Regions from separate parts of the Gossypium hirsutum genome. Here region 2 is linked to region 1. The links are chromatin contacts, called in public Hi-C maps. All regions are on one chromosome and are shown on one strand. The core of a region is the stretch at or near the end of the contact, and the rest is flanking DNA. Distances in the headings are between cores, read along the strand shown.

Region 1 (2,700 bases), core at 108-2,607:
ATGAAAGAAAGAACAATAAAAAGTTATAGGATTCCTACATCAATCTTGAAACTTATAAGAACCCAAAATAGAGAGCATAAAATTCATTCTATCCACATAACACAAAGACTCACAGACAAATTAGCTCATTTTATAACAAACTACTCACTCTAAGTGCATTCTTGATCTGAGTGGACTCTGGTACCAGCCTAAGTGCCACACCAGCAACCTGCAGCTGGACAACCTGCAAAACCCCCATATCCAAGCATGACTCCTCCAACATTTATCTCATTCATATAAACCAAACAAACAATTAATTACACAATGAAAAAAAAAAACCAAATTAGTTAAGATTTAAAGGCACGGTAAGTTAACAATCTAATAACAGGCTCGATTTCGTCTTTTGCTTTTGCGGCTTACTATTTCCTTGCTCAAAATGTTGCTAAAAAGAAATATTAGAAAGTAAAAAGCTCAATCCTATGTCACTACAAGAACAAACAGCTGAAGCTAAAACATTTTCAAATCTGTTATTTTATCTTTTATATCTAAGAAAATGGCAAACACAAGTGGGAAACAGACATTAGCCTCTTAATGGACTCCATAGTCCATAAAACTTTGTACATTTTCTACACAAATTCAATCTATCAAACGCATTTTGAAAAATCCAAATAGAAAGAAAGAAGGAAAGAAAATAACCTTGTTAAGAGCAACAGCAACCACTTTAGAACCTCCTTTTCGCATGCCAGGATCCATATTCTTCATCTGTTCCAAAAGAGCCTCAGCGTCCTCCTTCTTGAAACACAACAACCCAAGTGATTTTTTCGTCGAAACACCCGAAACCAACACGAATTCCTCCTCTGAGTTACTCAAGGCATAGACCGGAACCCCAGCCAATCTCTCTTCTAATTTCTCTGCCGGCATGGCATCACCGTTTTTTTTACTCAAAGCAATCTGGGTCTTGCTAGAATCAGCAATTCGAGCAAAAACCGGCCCTTTTGGAGAAAAAGAAGGCGGATTAAAGTGAGAAAAGGTGGAGTTAAAAGCGTCCATTAACTGATTTTGAGTTTGTCGGAAGAGAGAAGAGCAGTGGGTCTGGATGTTCGAGAAGGCTTGCTGGAGGTCTTGGAGAGGAGGGGTTTGTTTGAATGGCGAGAAATTTTTGGGGGTTTTGGAGTTGCTAGGGGGGTTCATCATTCTTTCCTTTTTGGTTCACGGGAAAATTTAGGATAATATCGGAGAAAACAGTGAGCTTTTGTAGTTGGAATCAGTTTCGGGGATGAGTAGGGAGCGACCGAAAGGAGGGAAATAGAAAAAACATTCATTTGCCGGCGACAAGCGAGAATTTAGAAATATGGGCCGGACGGGTGGGTTGGACCTTTAGAACAAAATTTTTAACCCTCGATCCAAATTAATATCTATTAATAATAAACTCTTCAACACCTCATATCATCATCTTGCTTGAATCACTATTTAACTCGTGATTAATCGGGTGGGATAAGTTAGTCGTTAATTCAGTTAAATTACGAATCGCACGATTGATTTTTCATGTTTGGGCCCAAAATTTTGACCCAAAGCAAGGAAAAAAGTCGAACTTAAACCAAGCCCAAATACAAAAAAGTTTTGAGTGCGTTAACAATTGGTATCAAAATTTATGGAAACATAAAATGAGCACTAAGTCTGTGAAGTAGAGCATCGAGGACCCAACCAACTTATGGGCCAAGCCTGCTTATTCTCTAATTATTTTGAAATAGAAATTAGAGATAGCTGTTATCAAGGAAAGTTGGTTATATTTGCTACCCACAAACTCAATTGTATTGATTAATTACTCAATCTATCTAATACTATGAATTACTTTTTCTTCAATTATAACAATATCATCCTTTTCAATAATGGTGATAAAGTATATTGCCATTTTTTGAAGCATGGTCATTCGAAAAATAAAGTAAAAAATTTACTTTTGGGACAATATTACTATTTTTTCATAATTATAAAATCAAAATCAAATTTTAAATTATTTTTAAATACTATTGAATTATTTGAATACAAACCAAATGTTTAAAACTTATTTTAATTTTAATCATATATTATTTTGAGATAAATGCATTATTATTTTTAAATAAACTAATGATATTTTAAAATAAATAAATTAAATTACATGTTTGTCAATAATAAAATAACTTTTTAATTATAAATGTTATTAAAAATATTAAAATTAATAAGTTTTTTATTTCATTTCATTCCATAATTTTAAAAAATATCATCACATTCTAAGTAAAATATTTAGTTTAACTAAACATATTGTTTTAGTCACTTTAAGTTGATAATGGACTATAAGGATTTTTCACACCCCAAGGATGATGGAAGGCTTGCAAGACATAGGGTAACTATAAGGGTGTCCAAATTTATACTTCAAGACGCTCTTCGATGCTTAATTCATAGCAGAGGCGTAGCCAAAGGGGTAGGAAGGGGCCTTTCCCCCCTCCCTCTTAACTCAAAAGAAAATTACCTTTATAATCCCTCCCAAAATTAAAAAAAAAACAATTTAGTTCTTCTTAACATTTGATTTAATGGAAAAACCATAATTTTAGCCTTTTTTGAAAACTTCAATACAAAAATTTTATATTTATCTCCCTCCCCAAATTTTATAATATTACCTCAATCTCCTTAAACAAAATTTCTAACTTCACTCTTGATTCAGAATAAGGAACAACAATAAGTTTA
Region 2 (2,700 bases), core at 106-2,605, 370 kb after region 1:
GCTAATATTTGCTTGTCACAATTTCGCTATGCATGCAAAATATAAAAGATAGAAATACAAAAGACATAATAGTGAAATATGAAATTAACGTTATTTATTTATTCATCGTTCAAATAAATAAAAAAACAATACATGTTTACTACAATATGAGCACATTTCCCAATAGAAATGACTAAATCGAGGTTTTCATGTTTTTAATTTTCCTTCTACATAGTTGTTACATGTTTTGCATGAGGATATTGTCCTTCCAACCATAACTCAAATGATTGTGTTGTAATTTGTTCTTTTTCTTTTAGTCGCCAAAAAATAATTTAATAAATTTATTTTGTTAAATTCATATTCATTACAAACATTATTCAGTATTTTTTTAATTTCAAAATGAAACACTAACAAATTTAACAACAAAAAGATATTGCATTAATAATTGGATATGAATTTTAAAATTTAAAAAGTAAAGAGACTAAATTCCCAAAAGTAAAAGTGCAGATATTATATTTTAAATTTGTGAAGAATAAAAAAAATTTATATCGTATTTTAACTAATTATAGTATACTAAAAGCTTGTATTATTCATTGGCCAAAAATTTTCATTAGTGAAATTTATCCATCCATCATGTATAATATATATTTATTTATTTAAAATGTAAAAAGTTAATTGCACTAAGCATTTTTAAACTATGGTCTACATTTTAAATTGGTTTCCAAACTTTAAAATGTTCTAATTACATCTTCAAACTATCGATGTTATATTAATTTGGTCATTTGATTGTTGAAACCGTTAATCTAAGTAAAATGTTGCTAAGTATTATGGAAAAGAAAAATTTTGCTAAGTAACTTCTAAAAAGAAGAAAAGAGTATACAATAGTTTTTGTAAAAGTTTCAAAAATCAAGATTTTTATGACATATATTTTTATAATATCCATTTTTTTTAAAATTTTCATTTTAAGTAAATCACATAAGATCTAAGGTTTCATTTAACAATTAAATTAATAATTTTAATAATGAAAGGATCTTATCGATATAATATCATTAGTTTGAAGATATAATTAAAATATTTTAAATTTTGAAGATCAATTTAAAATATAGATTATAATTTGAGGATGTTTGGTCAAAATAAAAAATAAAAACTATTATATTCGAGTAATGGGACGCGTCGGATCCAGTCCGGCCCGTTAGACACGTATCTAATGGCCTGACTTTTCCCGACAGATTTACTCAACCTCACAGTCTGTGGACACGTGTACTTTTACCTTCCAAAACTGGACCGAGAAATCCCCTACGACCCTTACTATTCCTATGCTACATGGAATCTCTTCTCGAAACTACTAAATACCTCTTTTAAGTTATATGAACAGTGTCACATGTGCAACGTGGTGAATAACCATTGCATAGCAGTGAAAGAATAAGCTCAAAGAGTTCACACGTCATAATTACCGATTCAATGTTAATATTTCTGGTTCTTATTACAAAAGTATGTATAATAGAGGTTGAGAGATATCATAATCGGAAAAGCGGGGTTCTCTCTCAATATTAGAATTTAGAATTTTCTCGAGAAAAAAAAATTCAAATTCCTTTTACTTCTCTATTTTCCTAGAAAGTTTTCTTCGTGATCCAAGCGGGAAAAAGAGAAATGCTCTCCTTGCAGAGCGATCCTCGGCTGCAACAGTATCACCATAACCAACTGTTTCAACAACAACAGCAACAGGTTCAATTGTTTCCGTATAACCATGACTCATCGAGTCTGAACTCGGATTTTGGAGGCGCCGTTGCTGCTCCTGCTTCTTCCTCTTCTTCTTCTGCTGCTGCTGCTTTGTCTAATGTTAAGCTTTCTGATCCAAATGAAGGTTCGTTTATTTTTGGCCTTTTGCAAATTTTCCATGCTTTCAAAATTTTCACTTCTAGGGTTTTGCAAAATGTCTTGTATGTAGATTCATGCAATAAACTATACTGCTATATTTGCATGTAATTGTGCTTTTATGTTTCGCTTTACTAAAATTTTCCCTTAAAAGAAGCTTAGCTTACGGATTTCAAGTGGATGCTTGAGTTTGGGCGATTATTTTTACTTAGCTTTTATCTTTTTTTCTTGGTTACTTTTGCTACTTGCCTTTTACTTCGGATAAGAAACAAACAAGTTTATTTGAAGATAAAAAGAACATTATTAATACTTTCTTTTCTAACTTCAAAATTTTAGATTTATTCGGTACGATTATGTAAATATTGATTATACGGAATATATTAGCGATTTGCTCGTTTTTAATCAGATGTTAATTTTCTTCAACTCTTAGTAATTCTTTGAAACTTTTGAGAAAGCAAAAGGCTAGTAATAAAAGCAATAACTCGGCGAGTCTTAATTAGTCGGCTTTTGATTGAAAGCTATTTTTATTCTATGATTTGTGAACAGTCTCAATCGTTTCATATTTATGGGTGAAGATGTTTGCTTTTGTTTAAGCTCTTTTATAGCAATGGTTACAGAGTCCTCCTATGGTTGATATGATCTTTTGAAATTATAAATTTGCTAGTCCTGATCTTGGGTTTTCATCCAGAGTTAACCATTGTTAGGTTGAGCCTTCACTTTTCTTATAATTAATCAAGGAACTCTTGTGTTAAAAAGTGGCATTTTTTAGGTTAGATGGTGCACATCTTGTTATTCACTTTTAATTGGTGGGAAATTTTCTATCTAGAAGTAACTTTTAGATTTGGA

Evidence for each region. A called contact is a pair of places that touch in the nucleus more often than the background predicts.
Region 2: a contact with region 1 is called in a Hi-C map of leaf, with 2.1 times the contacts expected there. The contact joins the promoter of LOC107896973 here to the promoter of LOC107927609 in region 1. A contact is called at or near these places in 2 of 34 Hi-C or Micro-C datasets (both in leaf).

Annotation. Positions count from the first base shown.
Region 1 is chrA10:73,359,388-73,362,087 of Gossypium_hirsutum_v2.1, forward strand. It overlaps LOC107927609 (protein TIC 22-like, chloroplastic), which reads right to left and starts at 1,358. Exons shown (of 8, transcript XM_041079327.1): 1 at 676-1,358; 2 at 149-223. The coding sequence starts at 1,173.
Region 2 is chrA10:73,730,001-73,732,700 of Gossypium_hirsutum_v2.1, forward strand. It overlaps LOC107896973 (probable UDP-N-acetylglucosamine--peptide N-acetylglucosaminyltransferase SEC), which reads left to right and starts at 1,356. Exons shown (of 28, transcript XM_016822296.2): 1 at 1,356-1,843. The coding sequence starts at 1,630.